2 separate regions of the Ovis aries genome follow, and region 1 is linked to region 2. A link is a contact called in public Hi-C data. All regions are on one chromosome and are shown on one strand. Each heading gives the region's core, a stretch centred on a gene start, on an enhancer-like site or on the middle of the called end of the contact. The rest is flanking DNA. Distances are from core to core; before and after follow the strand shown. Region 1 has its middle 8.6 kb from the start of CAST. Region 2 has its middle 31 kb from the start of TRNAS-GGA.

Region 1 (6,271 bases), core at 2,846-5,345, 81 kb before region 2:
CTTGAAACACAGCACAAAAGCTTAGATATGCACACGTATACCACAGCACACACGGACCCCTTATTCTCAGATTTGTATTGTTACGCATTGTTTCGGCTGATACATGGCATAGTTCTCTCTGTATTTGACTCACGCATCCCTTTACTCCGGGCTTCCCTTATAGCTCATTCGGTAAAGAATCTGTCTGCAATGCAGGAGACCCAAGTTCCATTCCTGGGTCAGGAAGACCTTCTGGAGAAGGAAGGAAATGGCAACCTACTCCACTATTCTTGCCTGGAGAATCCCACGGACAGAGGAGCCTGGCAGGCTACAGTCCATGGGGTCCCAAGCCTTGGATACAACTTAGCGACTAAACCACCCACTACCACCATCCTTTACTCACTGGACGTTTACTGAACCCTGGCTAGAAGCCTGGTCCTATTCTAGGCAGTGGTGATATAATGACCAATTGAACAAAATCAGGTCTTACTCCTGTTCTGCTTATATTCCAGTAAGAGGACTCAGACTCTAAATAAGTCAATGAAAACCAAGATGGTTTCAGAGAGTGAAGAGTGTTGTAAGGATAATAAAACAGGGTCATGTAACAGAGAGTAGCTGGCTGAGGGTTCCTTCAGACAGGATAGACAAAGAAGTGATATTTGACTGAGATCTGACTATAAATAAATCAGGCATAAAGTGTGGCATGGGGGAAGGGAGGCACGGATAAAGGTCCTGGGCTGGGTTTAGCAAGCTGGAGGAACAGAAAGAAGTCACTGCCGCTGAAGCAAGGTGGGCACCGGCATACATGGAACACGGTGATACAGGATGCTGAATCAAGATGCTTAGTCCGAAGGGATGTGGGTTCATGACCGACCCACAGTCGGGTGGGCTGGGATCACCAGTTTCTTCCAGCCTCGGCTGGCTTCCTGCCTTCTCTGGGTACCTACCATCTAGTCCTTGGGAGTCTTTCTTGTCTCCATGGGAAAAGTTCTAAAAGTCCCTTGGCTTCACATCACCGTGAACTTATCTTGGGCAGTCTTCCTCACCCTCACTCCCTCTAACCCCCTCACCATCAGCATCAGTCCTTAGAAATCCCACTCTGGCTTGGACACGTATCTCACCCAGCTAGGTCTGCACATTCACAGCTCTGACAGGGCTGGGTCTACCCTCAGAAAGAATGGAATTCATTTACTCACAGTAAGGGAAAACTCAGAACAAGCTCACTCCCATAGGATTCTGCCTTTGTCTTAACACACAGACACGCTCTGGTCTCTAAACAATTAAGCTGTTACATGAGAACACCAGTACCAGGATAATTCAAAGTTTGAGTTCAACTAATTTTTCTTCGAGGCCACTGAACAGATTTTCGCTTGCCATTCAACCGCATTCCTCCTAACATTTATGAGCACGTCTCTGTTTTACTTAAGTTTTATAGAAAGGAAACGGTCAGGAACGGTCTGCCCCTCGTCTGTGGCTGAGTCACTCTTCCTGGCAGGCCAGCCTGTCATAGGGCCTCAGTCTTAAAAACAGTTGACAGAAGTGTCACCATCCATACCAGATCTGCCTCTATTGGACTCTGACTCCAGGACATCAGGTCCGGTCCATTTACAGGGAATTTGTGTGATTTTTTTCCTGCTCAGGTGCAGACTCCTGAGAAGACATAGGCCCTGTTTCCACGGACCATGAATCCATACCTCCTGCTAGAAGCTGCCTCTCCCATCTCAAAAGAAGTTCAGAGTCTGCTGGCCAGGAGACCCATAAAACGGGCACCTCATCTTGAGCAGACAGAATGGATAAAGAACGCATAGATTATATCCGTCCTATCCGCTGTTGCAGGAGGACATGAGAGGAATTAACAGCATGCCTTTCTTGGATGTCTGTTGTGGTTCATAACAAAAGTTGAGTATTGAATGGGTTGGGTATTGAATGAATCGGAACTCAAGTCTCAAAGTAAGAATTCAAGTTTTCAAAGTAACAATGAAATTCCGAGAGGCAGGCAAAGCTGCTGCGTCACTATCTTCTAAAATCTCAGGAAAGGCCCCTTAAGTGAGGCCTCATGCCAGCCTGAGACCTGATGACTCTACATAGAAAAGTGCGAAATCCTCTAGAATAATGGTCCTGCTGTTTGATACATGTTGGCAGGAAAATCCTGGCTGCAACCAAATGCCAGCTGTGAGACCTCGGTCAAGTTTATGAGCACTTCTAATGGCCGGATGGCATCACTGACTCAATGGACGTGAGTCTGAGTGAATTCCGGGAGTTGGTGATGGACAGGGAGACCTGGTGTGCTGCGATTCATGGGGTTGCAAAGAGTCGGACATGACTGAGCGACCGAACTGAACTGAACTGAACTGAAACACTCACTTTCTTACCTGAGCAATGAAAAGAAGCCTACTTGTATCTCAGAGAGAGACTGAGAGGACTGTATGAGATGAAGTGTGGCCTGAAGTCTGTGGCTCACAGGTTAGAAATCCCTGCTCTGGGGGAGAGAGAGGCCCAAGGCCTTGAACCAGTGGCAGTGGGACAGACTCATCAACACAGGGCAACCCCTGTGCATCTAATTTTAAATCATAATGGGTCTTAGTGGCTGCTGATAATTTTTTTTGAGCTTTGTTATTTATATAATACATGTGCTTAGTCACTCAGTCATGTCCCACCAGGCTCCTCTGTCCATGGAGATTCTCCAGGCAAGAATACTGGAGTGGGTTGCCATGCTCTCCTTCAAGGGATCTTCCCAACCCAGGGATCGAACTCAGGTCTCCCACATCGTAGGCGGATTTTCTATCATCTGAGCCACCAGGGAAGCCCATTTATATAATAGAAAAATAATTGTTTTTTCATTGAAAAGAAAGTGATTTTTTTTTTTTTTTTAGGACTGGTCATGATTCTATTACCTGGAAACAATTTGATCCTTTTGAGGTTTGCTTTTAAGCTTTGTTAGGTTGAACAAGAGCAGCCTTCAGAGCAGAACTAATTTTTTTTCAATACAGTGAGTACTGTACCCAGCGATTCTGACTGGTGAGAACATGTCCTGTGACTGGTCTTACAGGAACTCTGGAGATGATATTAAATTATATATGCAATGCATCTTAGCCCACACTCAGAGATACTGCGATTACTCAATAACTGCTGTGCACGGTAAGTCACTTCAGTCGTGTCTGACTCTCTGTGACCCCATGGACTAGCCCACCAGGCCCCTCTGGCCATGGGATTCTCCAGGCCAAGAATACTGAAGTGGGTTCCATGCCCTCCTCCAGGGGATCCTCCCGACCCAGGGACTGAACTCATGTCTCTTAAGCCTCCAGCATTGTAGGCGGGTTCTTTACCACTAGCGCCACCTGGCAAGACCGATAACTGCCAGCCTTGGGGAACCTGGGACCACTTCTGGGTCAATGCTGAAAGGCTTCCCGGATGAGTGTGGCCTGCCAGAGCCAGAGCAGCAAGTCCTGGTGTTCGTGCATCAGTCGTCAAAGATGACGGCCCCTCTGGACCTGGCTCTCTTAGGCCTCCCAGGTGTTGACAGGGTCACACGGTGTGTGAGTGTGTGTGTGGGCAGGTGATCCAGGGTCATCAAGATCCGCAGGAATAAACATGACCTCAGTGTTTCTGGGAGTGGCAAGGCTCCTTCTGAGGTACTACAGGGTGTCAAGACAGGATATGGGATAGGCGATTTCAACAGCCTTTGTGGCACATTTCAATATTAGTAAAATACTTGCAGAACACTCAAGCTCATTGCTAAATGAACAAAGAAGCAAGTCAGTGACCAGGCATATAAATGAGAAAACTGTCACAACTCAAATCCCTTCACAGTAAAAGAAGGAACTTCGGTTTGTAAGCTGGGCCACAGCCTCCTGGCAAACACAGGTTTGCTTCCCTTTTACACTGGTGACAGTCTTATGTAAGCAAATTGAGATGAAAAAGGAAGGAGTGTTTCTGCCTTAAATAACTAAAGAAAACCCTAGACCACCATATGCTACAGCAGTTTCCAGATGCTGGATACCAGTCAGCAAGGACAGGGTCCCCCAGCAAGGGAAACAAACCAGGGACATCCTGTGATTGCCACCGTCTACTGCCCGCGGAGCTTCCAGTGGTTGGATCATGCGGTGGCTGTCTGTCTGTCTGGGCTGAGGAGATGAAGTTGGGAGTTCAAAGGTCAAGGGAAGGGCACCAGAGAGGAGAGCTGCAAAAGTTAGCTCCAGAGATGTGCATGTGAGGAGAGCCCGAATGTGGGGAAAGAAGACCCAGAAGGAAGGAGCAGAGACAGAATCAAAGGGTTTCCCGCGGGCCAGGACCAGGACGTGTTGCCAGCAGTCAGAACCACTGGGTAGGGAATGAAGAAGAAAAAGGCTCCTCCTCTAAAAGCTGCTCTGGTCCAGCCAAACAAAGGTTAAAAGCAAATCCCAAAGTGTCAAAGTGATCAAAGTGTCTCCAGTAACTTAACTATGTTCCAGAACCAAGCTCCAGAAAACTTAAAGCAACAGTAACAAAAAGCACTCCCACAATATAAAAATCACATCTGTTTGTCATCTAATAAAAAATTACAAGGCATACCTAGAAGCAGAAAAATGCAACTTTGGGCTTTTCCATACACAGGAAAACTATAATGTGCAAGAAGCTTAGTATCTTGATTGCAGGGCTGGCTACGTGAATCTACAGGTAATAAAATGGCATAGACTATATACAAGTTTCCTAGTCTTGATATCATATTTTAGTTGTAGACCATGTAACCAGTGGGGAAACGGGGTGAATGGGATGTCGCACCAGCTGTATTATCTTTGCAATTTTCTGGCAGTCTATAATTACTTCAAAATGAATAGCTTTCTAAAAGTATGTTTAGGAGAAAAATAGCAAGTATCTTAATAAAACCACCCAGGGACTTCCCTAGTGATTCAGTGGTTAAGACCCTCTACTTCCATTACAGGGGACATAGGTTCAATTCCTGGTCAGAGAACTAAGATTTCACGTGGCCAAAAAAAAAAAAAAGTGAGATGAAAAATACACTGTGATTAAGAGCTGATGAGACATTGCAGAAGAAAAGGTTACTGAACGTGGAGACATGGCAATAGAAACAACCCAAAATGAAACGGAGAGTGAAGGCCTAGAGGACAGACAACAGAGCATCGCTGGGTTGTGGGGCAATCCCACGCCGCTAATGCACGCACAGCCACAGCCTCCAAAGAAGACAGAGATGAGGAGACAAAACAAAATACTTGAAGAAATAATAGTCAAACATTTCCGAACTGCATGAAAATATAAACTCACAAAAAGCTCAGTAAATACCTATTAAGAGTGATGAGTTGGGTATGAAGGAGCAAGCTGGGTTTTAGACTCCCGTCCCCCAAAGATTCAAGAGATAATGGAGTCAACCCAAGGGTGAGAGGTTTTCTTCTGCCCCAGCTAAGTCATGGTGCCGTCCACTGCTGTGAAGGTGTCACAGAGTTCCAGTGATTCTCCTCTTCACCCCAAAGGGTGAGAAGGGAGCTTGTCTACCTTTCCCCCAAAGTTACAGCCCTCCAGAGGAAGCAGACTAGGGATTCTTCAGCTTGCAACAATTTCTTAAGTAACAGATCAGATGCTATATTTGATGGGATTTGTGAGCACACAATTACCCAAAAACTTTTGCATTAAATGAACACTGAAAGCCCTCAAAGGTTTAACTTGGTAGCTGGTATGCCTGCGTGCTCAGTTGCTAAGTCGTGTCTGACTCTTTACAATCCCATAGAATGTAGCTCACCAGGCTCCTCTGTCATGAGATTTCCCACGCAAGAATACTGGAGTGGGTTACCATTTCCTTCTCTAGGGCATCTTCCTGATCCAGGGATCAAACATGCATCTCCAACAATGGCAGACAGATTTTTTTTTTTAATCACTGAGCCACCAGGGAAGCCCCTTGGTAGCTGGAATACTCAAATAATTGCTTAAGCTGTTTTAAAAATCCTGTATGTTGAATGGTCTGCAACACATTATCTGATTATCCTTAAAAGCAAAACAAATATTTATCCTCTGAATGTCAATTTTAAGTGTTTGAAACTACTGGAAGTTAATCAGATTCATATCTGATAAATATGGGAAGGCTATCAAAATGAAAAATCGTGATTTTAATGAAAAAAATATTGAAGGGGGATATGAAACAGTTTTGTGTCCTGAATGCAAAAGTGAAATTAGTTTCAGAATTATTTGAACAATGAACATTGTAAATACATAAGTTTTCAAGTTACTACTGAATTTTGTTTTAATGATTTTAAGTCACCATTTTCTTTCCTATTGCATACTGATGCATCTTAAAATCAAT
Region 2 (6,755 bases), core at 637-3,136:
GAATCTGAGTGAACTCCGGGAGTTGGTGATGGAGAGGGAGGCCTGGTGTGCTGCGATTCATGGGGTCGCAAAGAGTCGGACACGACTGAGCGACTGAACTGAACTGAACTGAAAGATGTAAAATGTATGATTCAAGATAACCTCCAAATTCTGTCCCTTCCTATTCTATCTTACTCCTTACTAAAGGGTGCCAACGGCATTTTGTGAGTGTGCCTCAATTTAAATATACCAAATAATGGTCATTTAAGGCAGGGGTTTCCAGCTTGAGGTTTCAGGATAGAATTCAGACGGTATATGAGCCTTCCTGAAGTTGTATATCCGTGTGTGTGTGTGTGTGTGTGTGTGTGTGTGTGTGTGTGTATTTTATAGGGTAGGAGGTCTGTAGCACATTCTCAGGAGAATCTGTGACCAGAACAGAGTTGAAAACCACTGGCAAGATAACAAGAATTAACTGAGAAGAATTTTTATTTTTATTTTTTATAAAAGATGTCTTTGTTCTCTGAAATGATTCACAGTAGCAACTAATCCCAGGGTATTAACCTATGATTCAGGCTATCGCCTTGACATATATCAAAGGAAGAAGGCGAAGAGCCATAAGGAAGGTGTGGGCAAAGCCACAGCAGGGAAATGTGGCTGAAAGTTCCAGAGCCCAGGGCACCACGCCTCATGGGGATAGAGGCGGAATCCTCAGACCCAGAGGAAAGCTGTGGGGCTCAGAGTTGATTGTCCAAGATCTTCTACGTCTTGTTGCCACTCACCTGTCTCTAGATGATTGGTTTCTTATTTCTGGTGTTCTGTGTGTGTGTTTTGCAAAATAAATGAATTCAATAAAACAACTAATGGGGGCTGTAGCCCAGCCTCTGAGAGCTCACACATTGGAGTCTTGTGTTACCTCAGTCTACACTCTGCAGCCACAGGATTTGGAGAACTGGCCCTGACCTCTCCGAACTTCAACTTTCTGGGCCTCACTGGCATGAAGCCTGTCCCCTGAGCCCTCCTTACCAGCAAAGGCTTGAAGCGGTGGTCCTTAACTAAAACGGCCAGTGAGAGCCTCATCACCATGATCCCCCAGCCAGCCATCTCAGGCTCCCTGGCCTGCCTGGTTTCCTGAGCAGCGGACGAGGTTATATTCTCCTTCAGTGCTGGTCTCAGCCAAGCAGAGCCTCCTACAACCCTTTTCGATCTGCTTCATTCTCCATGAGCTCATGTGCCCCCTGATGAAGCCATCTGAGAGATGCGGGCAGAGTGCTCGGAGAGATGCGCACTTACACACCAGTGGGAGAGATGGTTACTGCGGAATGAGGACCACGAGGAGTGCTGGAGCCTTCTCAGGGCACCCTGGGGCCTCCCCAGGGCCCGGGCTAGGCTTCTGCGTCAAAGCCAGGAGTCTTGCATCCTTCTGTCTTCACCTTCCCAAGCTCAGGATGGGAACGTGAGAATTCCTTTCCATAATTAATCTTCTTCAGGTTCAGAAAGTGAAAGTGAAGTCACTCAGTCATGTCCGACTCTTTGCAACCCCCATGGACAGTAGCCTACCAGGCTCCTCCATCCATGGGATTCTCTAGGCAAGAATACTGGAGTGGGTTGCCATTTCCTTCTCCAGAGATCTTCCTCACCCAGGGATCAAACCTGGGTCTCCTGCATTGTAGGCAGATGGTTTACCATCTGAGCCACCAGGGAAGTCAGGTTCAGAAGAATTAAAAAAAAAAAAAAAAGAACTGAGTAAGAGGGATGGTCTGAGGACCCTCAGCAAAGCCAGGTCTGGGCTCCTGCCTGAAGCGACTGGTCTGCCCACATATTCTTTGAATTCTCCCTGAATCTTTGGACTCTGCTTCAGGTTTATCTGACTGAACAGTTTTCTCTCCCCGCCCCCTGCCCCGCCCCATAATGAATGAATCATTTCCTCCTCTCATATCCTGCCAAACATTTCAAATCATGCCTCCCATTTTTGGTTAAGTGCCTAAATTGACCTTACTATGATGAAAGTAAAGGGTAGGAAACAATTTTTCACTCTCATTTACAAGCCTCTTGAAATAAGCTTTCTGAGAGGAGCTGTGGGCATGATACCCTGTGCCAAGCTGGATGCTCCTGCTGAAAATCCGACATGCACAGTTAAGCCGTATGGTAGGAAGGGGATCACAGAAACGCAGGGAGAAGAGAACAGGATTTCTCTCCTTGAAGTAATCTAAGTCAGACATCCGCCAGGAACAATCAGCAGGGAAGTGGAGTCAGTTCAGTAAGTCAGTTCAGTCGCTCAGCTGTGCCCGATGCTTTGCAACCCCATAAACTGCAGCACGCCAGGCCTCCCTGTCCATCACCAACTCCTGGAGTTTACTCAAACCCATGTCCATTGAGTCGGTGATGCCATCCAACCGTCTCATCCTCTGTCGTCCCCTTCTCCTCCTGCCTTCAATCTTCCCCAGCATCAGGGTCTTTTCAAATGAGTCAGCTCTTGGCATCAGGTGGCCAAAGTATTGGAGTCTCAGCTTCAGCATCAGTTCTTCCAATGAACACCCAGGACTGATCTCCCTTAGGATGGACTGGCTGGATCTCCTTGCAGTCCAAGGAACTCTCAAGAGTCTTCTCCAACACCACAGTTCAAAAGCCTCAACTCTTCAGAGCTCAGCTTTCTTTACAGTCCAACAGTCCAGGTAATATAATGAGCTTCTGCTGCCCTCTGGTGGAGTTCTCCCCTTTGAAAGGGCGTCCCTGGTGGCTCAGACAGTAAAGCGTCTGCTTGCAATGCGGGAGACCAGGGTTCGATTCCTGGGTTGGGAAGATCCCTTGGAGAAGGAAATGGCAATCCACTCCAGCACTCTTGCCTGGACAATCCCATGGATGGAGGAGCCTGATAGGCTACAGTCCATGGGGTCGCCAAGAGTCGGACACGACTGAGCGGACTCTGCTGCCCTCTGGTGGAGTTCTCCCCTTTAATCGTTGTTAATTAAAAGGTCACTTTCTAGAGGAAAACTGTAGAGCCGTGGTTCTCTAAGTGAGCTCCTTGTACCAGCAGTATGGGCATTACCTGGCCATTTACTTACTACTTATGACAACTGGTGAATAACTTAATCTTTTCAAGCTTAGTTTCCTTAGTTATAAATGTCTAATTCACAGCATTAATGAGGATTTAAACAGAAAACATAGATAACACGAGCAGGGATAATAAAAGATGTTAAGGAGCCTAGCATCAAACCTAACAAAAACTGGTAATTATGAAAACAGGTATAACATTGCTGTTATACCTACATAAAAGAGTTCCTTGGAACAGAAGAATCTCAGACTCCAGACTTACTAGATCAAGAGGAACAGTTAACAGGATCTCCAGGTCATTTATATAAACATTAAAGTTTAAGAAGTACTGTTCTTGATGTTTTCCCCAGAGAGATAGATGTTTACTCATCTTCTTATTACTTTACATTTTTAAACACAAAGTTGTTTAATTTGAAAATGCTGTCACTGAAGAAACTCATCGCAAGATGGAGTATGGACCGGAGACGGAGAGCCCTGGGCTGGGGAGTCAGACAGCACTTACTTTGCATCCCATCCCTGTCACTTGCCGCCAATGACATGTGACAAGTTATCTAATCTTCTTGAACCTTACTTTCCTTAGTTATAAAATAGACAAGAAAATATCTAACTCATAGCATTGTGAAAATTTAAAGCGTGAGTGAAGTGAGAATCACTCAGTTGTGTCCAACGCTTTGCGACCCCGTGGATTCGTCCACGAAATTCTCCAGGCGAGAATACTGGAGTGGGTAGCCTTTCCTTTTCTCCAGGGGATCCTCCCAACCCAGGGATTGAACCCAGGTCCCCTGCATTGCAGGCAGGTTTGTTTGTTTGTTTGTTTGTTTTTTACCAGTTGAGCCACCAGGGAAGCACAAAAGTGAAGCATAAGAAAAATAGACCGTGCCTACATTAAAACTAATACAAGATGCTCAATTTTAAAAAAGAAAAGAAAGTACAAAATTTCTTAGAAAGACATTAAAGAAAAGACAACGCGAGAGAGGAAACCAGGTTCAAGGATAGGAAGACCCAATATTGTAAAGCTGTCAGTCCTCTTCCCGTTCCAGTTCAAATGACAACCTTAACTGGGCTTCTGTTGAACTTTTACAAGCTCATTCTAAAGCTTATGTAAAATAAAATGGCTGGGAATAGCTTAAACAGCTTTGAAAGAGGAGACCAGATGGGAGAGTCACTCTACCAGATATAAAAACTTGCTATAAAACTATTAATATAAAAATAGTGAAGGCGGTGCGGTGTGATACACTGGTGGACACAGTGATCAGTGGAACAGAATAGAGTTCAGAAAGAGTTCTGCACATATTTGGGGATTTGGTGTATGACAGTGGTGGCATTATAAATCAATTTGGCATGACCCTGTAAAGTTAACAGCAAGACCTTGTAAAGCCATCATTCCCACTCATGTGGGTCTGTTCTGGAAACACTTTAGCACACGCTCTCACTGAGGCATTTACAAGGATTTTATAGAAGCTCTTTTCTTGTAAAAACAAAAATATTGGGAAGAACCTAGAAGCATACTAACATAGTAGAATAGATGAATACATTTTCTTGCAGTATTGATTGCTATACAGCAGTTAAAAGAAATGGATTAGAGATGCATATAACAGCACATACCTCAGAAGAATAACATTAGGGGGGAAAAAAGGCAATTGCCAAAGATATAGGAAGAAAATACTATTTGTAAAATTTCTAACCTGCAAAATAATATTATAGTATTTCTGTGTCTATACATATGCACTAAGAAGTAACATAGGCATATGAATAATCATCACCAAATTTAGGATGGTAGCTCCTTCTGGACAGTGAAGAGGAGCTAACGAGTCTCTTGATGATGTGAGAGCTGGACCATAAAGAAAGCAGAGCACCGAAGAATTGATGCTTTGGAACTGGTGCTGGAGAAGACTCTTGAGAGTCCCTTGGAGAGCAAAGAGATCCAACCAGTCCATCCTAAAGGAGATCAACAGTGAATGTTCATTGGAAGGACTGATGCTGATGCTGATCCAATACTTTGGCCACCTGATGAGAAGAGCCAACTCATTGGAAGAGATCCTGATGCTGGGAAAGACTGAAGGCAGAAGGGGAAGAGGGAGACAGAGGATGAGATGTTTGGATGGCATCGCTGATTCAATGGACGTGAACTTGGAGAGTTCATATCTGGGAGATATCTTCAAACTCTGGGAGATAGAAAGGGACAGGGAGGCCTCGCATGGTGTAGCCCATGGGGTCACAAAGAGTTGGACACAACTTGATGTCTGAATAACAGCACCAAGGCTGCTTTTGGAGAGGGAGAGGTGATGGCATTCCAGTGAGGATACTGTATCCTTACAGGGAAAAGATCTGCAACATCGAATAGCTCAGTAAGATCTGTATAATCTAACAATTTAAGGTCAGTGATAGATTCTTCTAAAATAGTATTTTCTAGAATTTTTATGTTTGAAGGGATCCCCGGTGGCTCAGGTGGTAAACTATCTGCCTGGAATGAGGGAGACCAGGGTTTGATTCCTGGGTCAGGAAGATCCCCTGGAGAAGGGAATGGCAACCCACTTCAGTATTCTCGCTTAGAGAGTCCCATGGGAGCCTGGCCGGCTACTGTCCTTGGGATCGCAAAGATTCAACCATGACTGAGTGACTAACACATACAAACATATGTAGAAAGAAAGAAAATGTACATAAAATGAATGACATATATTAAAATATGGCTGTGATCATTAATGAGGGTTGAAATCCTTCCAAATAATTGATTGTGAGATTGAAATAATTATATCCGGGAAGGAATGTTTTTAATTTCTCCTTAAAAGATCCAGCTTAAACCTATTTTGTTTTATGAACATGTTTACAGAGCATCAGTTCACTTCAGTTCAGTTCAGTTGCCCAGTCGTGTCCGACTCTTTGCAACCCCATGAATCGCAGCACACCAGGCCTCCCTCTCCATCACCAACTCCTGGAGTTCACTCAGATTCAAGTTCATTGAGTCAGTGATACCATCCAGCCATCTCATCCTCAGTCATCCCCTTCTCCTCCTGCCCCCAATCCCTCCCAGCATCAGGGTCTTTTCCAGTGAGTCAACTGTTCGCATGAGGTGGCCAAAGTACTGGAGCTTCAGCTTTAGCATCATTCCCTCCAAAGAAATCCCAGGGCTGATCTCCTTCAGAATGGACTGGTTGGATCTCCTTGCAGTCCAAGGGACCCTCAAGAGTCTTCCCCAACAACACAGTTCAAAAGCATCAATTCTTTGGTGTTCAGCTTTCTTCACAGTCCAACTCTCACATCCATACATGACTACTGGAAAAACCATAGCCTTGACTAGACGGACCTTAGTCGGCAAAGTAATGTCTCTGCTTTTGAATGTGCTATCTAGGTTGATCATAGCTTTCCTTCCAAGGAGTAAGCGTCTTTTAATTTCATGGCTGCAGTCACCATCTGCAGTGATTTTGGAGCCCCCAAAACTAAAGTCTGACACTGTTTCCACTGTTTCCCCATCTATTTCCCATGACGTGATGGGACCGGATGCCATGATCTTCGTTTTCTGAATGTTGAGCTTTAAGCCAGCTTTTTCACTCTCCTCTTTCACTTTTATCAAGAGGCTTTTTAGTTCCTCTTCACTTTCTGCCATAAGGGTGGTGTCATCTGCATATCTGAGGTTCTTGATATTTCTCCCAGCAATCTTGCTTCCAGCTTGTGTTTCTTCCAGTCCAGCGTTTCTCATGATGTACTCTGCATATAAGTTAAATAAG

Evidence for each region. A called contact is a pair of places that touch in the nucleus more often than the background predicts.
Region 1: a contact with region 2 is called in a Hi-C map of liver, with 6 times the contacts expected there. The contact joins two enhancer-like sites. A contact is called at or near these places in 14 of 16 Hi-C or Micro-C datasets (blood, hypothalamus, liver and 6 more).

What each region holds. Positions count from the first base shown.
Region 1 is chr5:93,684,170-93,690,440 of ARS-UI_Ramb_v3.0, reverse strand. No RefSeq gene overlaps it. Among named protein-coding and RNA genes, the nearest start is that of CAST, 8.6 kb to the left of the region's middle. Within about 2 kb of position 4,095, at least 8 of the 54 cell types and tissues checked have an H3K27ac peak or open chromatin away from gene starts, as enhancers often do. A contact at or near this core is called in liver, where this site is marked.
Region 2 is chr5:93,600,007-93,606,761 of ARS-UI_Ramb_v3.0, reverse strand. No RefSeq gene overlaps it. Among named protein-coding and RNA genes, the nearest start is that of TRNAS-GGA, 31 kb to the right of the region's middle. Within about 2 kb of position 1,886, at least 9 of the 54 cell types and tissues checked have an H3K27ac peak or open chromatin away from gene starts, as enhancers often do. A contact at or near this core is called in liver, where this site is marked.